Linked DNA regions of Mus musculus: all the other regions are linked to region 3. Evidence: chromatin contacts called from public Hi-C data. All regions are on one chromosome and are shown on one strand. Each heading gives the region's core, a stretch centred on a gene start, on an enhancer-like site or on the middle of the called end of the contact. The rest is flanking DNA. Distances are from core to core; before and after follow the strand shown.

The links. Hi-C and Micro-C count contacts between places; a contact is called where the count stands out from the background.
Region 1: a Hi-C map of bone marrow-derived macrophages shows a contact between it and region 3, with 2.3 times the contacts expected there. The contact joins two enhancer-like sites. A contact is called at or near these places in 5 of 484 Hi-C or Micro-C datasets (the G1E-ER4 cell line, bone marrow-derived macrophages and embryonic stem cells), 1 of 115 datasets of contacts at active chromatin or transcription factors (pancreatic cancer cells) and 1 of 9 other capture datasets (embryonic stem cells).
Region 2: a contact with region 3 is called in a Hi-C map of the N1E-115 cell line, with 4 times the contacts expected there. The contact joins two enhancer-like sites. A contact is called at or near these places in 5 of 484 Hi-C or Micro-C datasets (the C2C12 cell line, the N1E-115 cell line, bone marrow-derived macrophages and 2 more) and 4 of 115 datasets of contacts at active chromatin or transcription factors (double positive thymocytes and embryonic stem cells).

Annotation. Positions count from the first base shown.
Region 1 is chr16:30,921,368-30,924,231 of GRCm38.p6, reverse strand. The region is part of intron 2 of Gm46565 (a long non-coding RNA gene); the gene reads left to right. Among named protein-coding and RNA genes, the nearest start is that of Gm46565, 30 kb to the left of the region's middle. Within about 2 kb of position 1,396, at least 26 of the 459 cell types and tissues checked have an H3K27ac peak or open chromatin away from gene starts, as enhancers often do. A contact at or near this core is called in bone marrow-derived macrophages, where this site is marked.
Region 2 is chr16:30,626,480-30,629,443 of GRCm38.p6, reverse strand. No RefSeq gene overlaps it. Among named protein-coding and RNA genes, the nearest start is that of Fam43a, 28 kb to the right of the region's middle. Within about 2 kb of position 1,658, at least 22 of the 459 cell types and tissues checked have an H3K27ac peak or open chromatin away from gene starts, as enhancers often do. A contact at or near this core is called in the N1E-115 cell line, where this site is marked.
Region 3 is chr16:30,774,773-30,777,745 of GRCm38.p6, reverse strand. No RefSeq gene overlaps it. Among named protein-coding and RNA genes, the nearest start is that of Gm33502, 17 kb to the left of the region's middle. Within about 2 kb of position 1,360, at least 87 of the 459 cell types and tissues checked have an H3K27ac peak or open chromatin away from gene starts, as enhancers often do. A contact at or near this core is called in the N1E-115 cell line and bone marrow-derived macrophages, where this site is marked.

The sequences.
Region 1 (2,864 bases), core at 147-2,646, 150 kb before region 3:
GATATGGAGTTTATGGAGAGCCATCTTTGTCTATGTGGCTTCGAGGAGGTTGTCATCCACTCTGGGGTTGGACCCTGCTGGGCAGTCCTCCTGGGGCCATCCCCGCTCCCTCCCTACATGTCCTCTGTCTCTCCCTCCTGCAACTTCCCTGCGTGGTTCGTCTCCTATGCCCTCATCATAGAACAATCCCCTCTCCATCCTTCTTCAGTCCCTTCCTAGGGATCCTAGAAGTCCCGCCTCTGTCTCCTTGTCCAGCCATTGGCTGCTGGTAACTTTACTGAGCAGTCAAAACCCAACTGGGGACAGGCTTCCTTTAGTCCTATGTGGGGGACACCGTAGACAGGTTTTTGGGGTAACATAATTAGCAGAAGAACACAAGCCGCCACTACATGTACCAACTGTTAACATTAGTGCTTCTCTCAGCAAGAGAAAAAGAATGCAAAGGGGAATTTTTAATTTCTGTTCACTATACTATAGAGATGATATATACATAATGAAAACTTGTGTTGTGATGACGTCATGTAATTTTTATGCAACAGAAACGTTCTTAAAGCAACGAGGTTAGGGTACATGATCACTGGAATCTCTTTGAACTTTGATGTCTTATTGGTCTATTAAGATGGTCATGTGACCACAAAGGAAAGGAATGAAATCACATTCATCACGCTATGGACAAAAGGAGGTTTGGTGAAGCAGGCTTTGACAGTGATGCAGGAGGTGTGGGGTGGGGAATGGATCCCCTCATACCTGCTGCTGAGGAGCGACTGGAGAATCATTTAGGGGAGCTGTCTGGGCTGAGGATAGGGTAGTGACCTAAAATGAAACCTAATATCTCCACTTCCACTTGGCCATGGGCTACCTCCACTCAAAGGCATTCACTTTTAAATATAAGAATGTACTAGAAAAAAAATAAAGCTATGTTTATTAAGGGAAAACCTGTGTTGTAAGACTTACTATGCTGTACTCAAGATAGCATGACCCAGACTTTCAAGAACAAAATCTCTGAAATATCCTATGTATCCATAGATAACTAAGTTAATGTATTTTCATTCCACAAAATATCCCAAAACTACTAAAATATTCAAGCTACACTTAGCAAGTCATGAACAATGTAGAGAAACAGTTTAAGATTTTTTTAAAGAAAAAACGCTTATTGCTTAATGTCACATATTACTTGACATCATCAACAGACACTGTCCCGTTTTCTAATGTTTCTAGGGATGGAAAAGACTGGAGAAAGGGAAAAGCATAATATTGAGGGATTAATTATGAGGGGGCCTAGCCTTTAGCCATGCTGCTGTGATCTGGCGAGATACTGACAAAGCAGCAGTGAGCTGGATGTAAGAAATGTATACACTATTCATGAGTCATCAAAAATTAATTTAGGAAGAGCTGCTTCCCCATTCTAAGAGACACATGACAGAATGAGTGGACACATGGGGATTTTAAGAGCTGCCCCTCTCAACTCTGGGTGGCTGAGCATCAGCTTCAGAATGGCCTTAGAAAGTAACAGCTGGTCCCACCACAGCAGGGTGGGGTGTGTGTGTGTGTGTGTGTGTGTGTGTGTGTGTGTGTTCTGGTACAACTAGCACTGGCTCTGTTCCTGGCCCTGGTGACTTGGCTGACCAGGAAGTTCCAGTGAGCAATCATGGCTGAGGAGCCCTGATGGAGGATGGCAGCACTGAGAGACTCTTGTGATGGAGGGACACAAAGCACCCTAATGATGTGGTACCCTGGACTGGATGCTAGAGCAGAGGAGGGATGCTAGTGATGTCCATGTGCAGTCTGTAAGCACCCTAATTGTGATACCTGAATTGTGTGCTGAGCAGCAGAGGGATGCTAGTGCCCCTACGTCCATATGAAGTCTCTAAGCAGCCTGAGTGTATCCCTGTCCACCTCCTGACTTGCTGGGTGTATGGTCACTGGAGAAGGGAACATGGGAAGGAGGCTGGGTGAGAAGAGTGGGACTCCAGAACTCTCCAGTAATCTGAATAGCCTTTTCTACTCTGGGTTCTGTATTTTAAACCAGTAGGGGTGGATGCTTGTTAGCTTAATGCTCAAGGAACTTCTTGCTTCCTGGGTGAGGTTAAAAAGTGGAGCTTCAGGCTGGGGAGGGAGTTCAGACACTCAGCAGCCAGCAGGAAGGAGCTCATTGAGGCTCAGCCCATCCCTCAGGCTGTCTGGGGATGGAAGGTGACTGTAAAACTTGCCCCATAGGACCCCTCTCCCTCAGGAGTCTGGTATTTAGTTCTGGGAGCTATCCCTGGAATAGCTGCCTATTCTAGAATGAGAGAGAGGGCTGGAGAGAACAGGCCCTAGGGTAGTGTGCAAGACCTTGGAGTTGGGGAGGTTCAGTTCTTACCCCACAGATGATGAGGAGGAAGGCTGGAGGGCTGGGAGGCCTGGCCTGACTTGCAGGGTAGAAGTCGGTCAGCTTTCAAGTCCAGTCTAGGGCTCCTTCTGTTGCTATGGTTTCATAGTTGTGCTTACCAGACAAGTGTTGTTGGGGAGGGAGGACTGGCCTATGGGCTGGAGAGACCACTCCCTTTTTGTGGTCCTGAGGATCAAATCCAGGACCTTAGACATGCTAAGCAAACCCCCTCCCATTGTGAGCTGCACCTCAGCCATTTTAATATTTTATTTTATTTTTGAGACAGGGTCTTACCAAGCTCCTTTGGCTGGCCCTGACCTCGCACTGTAACATGAATACCCTTGGAGTAGTGAATTAGTCCCCTGTCTCAGTTTCCACATAGCTGGAATCATAGGTCTGTGTCCCCATGCCCGGCTCTCCTCTGCTTTGCTGAGGAAAGTTTCTCATTTTCCATTCTATATATGAGAGATGGGTCTGGATGCTGGCGGGGTCC
Region 2 (2,964 bases), core at 409-2,908, 150 kb after region 3:
CTCATCTTAATTTGATTCCATTTGCAATGGGACTGTGGTGGTCTGAATGTTTAAAGTAAAGGCTTTTGAATACTCAGTTCCCAGTTGGTAGCACTGTTTGGGAAGATTCTAGAATTTTAGGTGGAGCAGCCTTGCTGGAGGAAGTACACCACTGGGGTGGGCTTTGAGGGTTTGGAGGCTGGCCCCACTCTAAGGCACTCTCCACTTCCTGTATGCAGAGGAAGCTGTGTTTTCTCAGGCTTCCCTCTCCAAATGGCACCTGCCATGCCTCCTCCAGCATTACAGTCTCCCTCTGAAACCATAGCGCAAATAAACTCTTCCTTCTATAAGTTGCCCTAGTCATATGTTAGCACAGCACTAGAGAAATAATTAACAGATACTCTTCTCCCAAATGAGATGACGTTCACAGGTTCCAGAAGGTTACTCTATTTGTGTGTAATTCTCTCTCCCTCCTTCCCTCTCTCCCTCTCTCCTTCTCCCTCCCTCCCTTCCTCTCTTCATCTCTCTCTCCCTCCCTCCTTCATCCTCCCTCCCTCTCTTTCTCTCTCTTCCTCCCTCCCTCTCCTTCTCTCTCTTCCTCCCTCCCTCTCCTTCCTTCCCTCTCCCTCTCTCCTTCTCCCTCCCTCCTCCAATCACGCAAGCACGCTTTTTTGTTTACTTTTTGTTTGTTTGTTTGATTAGCTTGGTTTGGTTTTAGTTTTTCAAGACAGGGTTTCTCTGTATAGCTTCAGCTGTCCTGGAACTCACTCTGTCCACCATGTTGCCCTCAAACTCTTAGAGATCCACCTGCCTGCGCCTCCGGAGTGCAGGGATTAAAGGCTTGTACAACCAATGCCCCAGGGAATGAGTAATTCTTTTCTTCGCTGCTGGAATGCAGGGCGTGGAGACCGGTATCTAGGTGACCTGTAGATCTAGACTTAAAATCCTTCTGTGGGATGGTAGAAAGCCATCTACCCTTAGCTGGAAGGAAAATATGTAGCTAATTAGATTGGCCTTTCAGAAAGGTTTAAGATGGAGTTGTTTGGGGGTTTGTTTGTTTGTTTGTTTTGAAGTCAGACTTTGGGTTTGGGGAAGAAGTGGGCAGTCTGTGCTTTTATTTCATGTTTCTGGCCACCAATCTCTGCTTAGAAATAACAAAATTTATTTAACAAACAATCAACTTTTTTTTTTTTTTACTTCTAATGAGGGTTGGCAGGATATCTGGTGCACAACCTTGACCGAAAAGCTTTTGGTTTCCCCAGTTTAACCCTGTATCTATTAATGCGGGTGATGCAAGAACTGCAGGAAAGCGCTGTGGAGAGTCCAGACCAATGGTCAGACATTCCTGCCAGAGAATCTTTTCACTGCCAGCCACTTGCACTTCTCCGGCACTTCCTCTGTACAAAATATCAGGCAGGTTTGACTCAGATCTATTGTCTCTATGTTCTTAGTCTCGGGTGTATTTGCAGAATTAAACCAAGTTGGGCTTTGAGGAATAAGAAGAGACATTTATAAACATCCTCCAAGTCCCCTGGGTTCCTGGGCTGATCCCAGGCCTGCGCCTGGGAATTCTCTAGCCTAGCTTCCATTTCTTCCTGTGGTTTCAGCTGTCACCTAGACAATGTCATAGCCCTTATGCACTTCCTTCTGTGAAATGAGGCCCGTGCTCATTGGCTGCGGAGCGCCAGGGGATCAGCTAGAGCAGCCAAGGGATGTCAAATTGCCCTCTCCCTCAAGCCATGCCAGATCTGTGCTAAGAAAAGCAGAGGGTGTCAGGGCACTGGCGTTAGAAAACAGAACACAGAAAAGATTGAAAGCAGACCGCACTCTGCATTGGACCACCTGGGTTCAAATCATAGATCTCTCTCTGGGGAACAAGAGCCTGGACTTCGCAAAGGCTGTTGTTCGTCTGTACAACAAAGACTTGACAGCATCTGCCTCAAGAGTCACGTAGAAGTAACACAATAGGAAATATGAATAGGGCTGGAGAGATGGTTCAGTGGTTAAGAGCACTGACTGCTCTTCTGAAAGTCCTGAGTTCAAATCCCAGCAACCACATGGGTGGCTCACAACCATCTGTAATGAGATCTGATGCTCTCTTATGGTACATCTGAAGACAGCTACAGTGTACTTAGATATAATAATATATAAATCTCTTTTTTTTTTTTTTTTTTTTTTTTTGGTTTTTCGAGACAGGGTTTCTCTGTGTAGCCCTGGCTGTCCTGGAACTCACTCTGTAGACAAGGCTGGCCTCGAACTCAGAATTCTGCCTGCCTCTGCTTCCCAAGTGCTGGGATTAAAGGCGTGCACCACCACTGCCCGGCAATCTTTTTTTTTAAAGGAAATATTAATAGCAAATATGGAAATAGCAGATACAGGGCATATAGTAAGTGCTGAGTAGATGTCCACTCTTACCATCTTGAGTGACAGCTGGTGATTGTATTGATCTTCTGAAATCCCACTAGGGTGCAATGTAAATTAATAGATAGACTACTCAGGCCCAGTGTAAGTTAATAGGTAGATAGATTAGTGATGCCTGCCTTGGAAGTGGAATAGAAGTCAGATTCTCCTGAAGTTGTATACAGCAATGGCCATTCCTGTGAGAACAATGTCGGATTCATTTCTTTCTTCCCCAGACCCTTCCCCAAGATTCTCCACATAGGCAACCCTCATCAAATATGTGGTTAATCATTAGCTGGTTAGAATCCTTGTGAGTTGACATTAGGCAGCAGGAGGAAGAATGGGGACCAAAAGTAGGTGCAGAGCCAGCTACAAACTCTCTCTCACTTACATGAGCATTATATCACCCTTTCATAGGCCAAGCTGTGGCCAGGATTGAATAATCTTACCAGTGGGTAGACGCTTGCTTTGAAATTGACTAGGCTGGTATGCAGTAGGGAATGTAAAAACCCAATTTAATGTATGATGCTGAAGAACTGGAGACATAGAGTGCCATAGGGGAAAGAGCCACCAAGAATCTCAAAA
Region 3 (2,973 bases), core at 111-2,610:
AGCTCACTCACAGTATCAATTTAACAATGCTTAATAGAAAACTGAGGGCCTGGAGAAATGGCTCTGTAGTTAAGAGCACTGTCTGTTCTTCCAGAGGACCTGACTCCTACTCTCAGCGCCCACATGGTGGCTCTCAACTGTCAGTAACTCTAGTTCCTTTTGAAATCCGTCTCCCTCTTCTAGCTTCTGAGGATACTGCACACATACAGTATACAATCGTACATGCAGACAAAACACCTGTACACATAAAATAAAAGTAAATAAATCTTTAAAAGCTAATTTAAAAAGAAAGCTAAGCCGGGTGTGATGGCGCACGCCTTTAATCCCAGCACTCGGGAGGCAGAGGCAGGCGGATTTCTGAGTTCGAGGCCAGCCTGGTCTACAAAGTGAGTTCCAGGATAGCCAGGACTATATAAGAGTGAGCGTCTGCAGAACTGGGACCCTCTCGGGGCTCCAGTGACATCATAGATGTGACATAAGTGGTGAAGAAGGCAGAGCTGAGGGTCCTCTCGCCTAGTTGTGCCCACAGACCCAGCGGGAGAGGGAGGGACACACAGAGTCCACATGAAGGTGCACGTGTCAGGATGATGTGGGGAAGCGGCTTCTGTTGTCCCTTCCGCGCTGATTTATCATGGTGCCAGCCATGCTGGGCTCTCTTGAGGGAGAGTGGACTCCACTCTGAGGCTTTGTCTATCGTAGACTTTCTCCAGCTGTGTTCTCTCTTTCTAATACTTCACCTTACCAGCTCCCTGGCTCCGGCTCTGGGCTCCGGGCTCTGTCCTCACACCCCAGCTTCTCTCCTGCTTTCCCTTCACCTTCTTTGTTAGCTAACCTCAGCGTGGTGATACAGAAAACAAAGCCTGACCTGGTTAACAAGAAGCCCCTGCCCACCTTCTCTGGGCTTCCTCTTTCCTGATTGATGCTGTGGATACTGTCTGCCTGGCACCTAGGCTGGTGCTAAGGGACAGAAGTGGTGCCGTGACCACTCATGGCTCCTACCAAACAGAATCACCGAATAAGAGCTCTGTGACCTCGGATAGGCCCCCTGTTTAGATCTCAGTGCTTCTTCCCACACCTGCCTGTGGCAGCCAGGCGTTCTCTACACGGGGATCGCTTGTGGTCAAGCTGGCAAGCGAGGCCTGAATGCCAGAGTGGAAACTGAATCGCGGTGCTGGCTCAAGGATCATCAGTCCCTTGCCACTCCTCCCATATAACTATAAAACACCACTTCCTCAGCTCCGACTTGTTCATTTTCTATTTTTATAGCCATTCCAAAAGCAAACCCTAGACATTTGCATAATAGGCACGCAGTTCACTAGCCAAAGCCTCAAACCACCCCTCAGTCACCAGGGGAAGCAGCTCCTCCCTCAGCAAATCACGAATGTCAGCCCTGCAGGAGAGCCTGGCCCAGCCGGTCACCAGAGGCACAGGCAGTGGGTGAGATAACTCACTGTCTGCCCCAGGGTAGAGTCCTCGGCAGGATCGGCTCACATAAGCTGCCTTGGCAACACGAGACCGCCTAGCAAAGACCTCCCAGTACAGGCCCCTAGACAGGATTCAGACCTCATCCTGCAGGACCCCGTAGCCCTAGGTCTCCCCAAGAGGCCCGTCTGGAGTGGCTGAGGCACTGGGAGTTCTCCAGGCTTGTCTTAAACCCATGTTTGCATAGTTCACACACTGATTTCATTTATATGGCCAGTTATAAATCAATAAAAAGCAATCTTCTATAAAGACGCGTGTATTCACACTTTATACAAGAGCAAGGGAACAGACTGTCCGTACCATTGTGTTGCATGACTGAGCAGGTGGAGACAGGTGGTGACTCTAAAGGCCACCACCACGCTGGGTGGAGAGCCTGCTGAGGGTCTCTGAGATGGCTCAAAGTCCCTCAAAGAGGCCCAGTGATCTTGGGTCATCTGGGGCCACTCTCAGCTTTCATTTCCTTATCTGCAAAGTCAAACGGATGGTCCTGCCACTAATCAAATCAACCAAGCCCACAGGGATAAAAGCCTTTTGTGAAGAGGGAGTCATGAAAATGGAGGGGTGGGGGGAGCGTACAACCGTGGCCACTGTCATCTGGTACCCAAAGGGGACTAGCCGTGCCGTGAAGCTGTCCCCAGTGCCCAGCGGAAGCCTCTTCCTGACTTCTCCTGCTTTTCCTTAGCTGAGCCCCAAGCTGGCACCTGGCAGCCTGCCAGGCTGACCCAGCAGTCCTTTGCCAGTTCATGACCTCAGATGTCCCTTGGAATCTGTTGTACTAAATCTAGTTGGTTCTCGCTCTTCTCTGACAGGAAGGCTGCTTTGCACATGTGCTATGAATGGTGAGGAGGGACCGGAGGGTGGGACTGGCGTTCCTTATAGCTCTGAGCTGTAGCTCTGGCAATAGAGTTCAAGCCTCCTTAGCGACCAGGCTGGGACACACCCAACAGCCTGGGGCTATAGCTTCAGAAATCTCTAAAGGCTTGGGTTGTCTGCTTTGACAGGAATGAAACTCCTTCCCCTGTGGTGCAAGAAGCCCTTTGCAAGAAATCTTGGCTTTCTGCCCCATTCCCACTGCTGACCGATGACCGCTGACCTGCCTACTTAGATGCCTTCCGGGCATAACTAATGAAAGTCAGCTCCTTTGGATAGAGCAGGGCTCTGAGCACCTCCAAGCCCCCAGTCATAGTACAGATGGGAACCAGATGCCTAGGAAGAGAAGTGGCTGACTTGCTTTGTGATTAAATGTGCATTTGGGAGAGTCTTAACAGCCATGCTCCACTTGATCGCCAATCCTCACGGTCACGAACGCCTGGTACCCATGAAAAAAAAAAGAAGAGTTTTTCCAGGTGTAATTAGTTTAAGTCATATGGGATGAGAGTGGCCATAAATCCATTGATTATGCTCCTCATAGGAAGGCAATGGAAAGGCATCAATACACAGAGGGTAATAACCAAGAAAGGCTAAGGAACGATGTTACCAACAGAAGCTGGA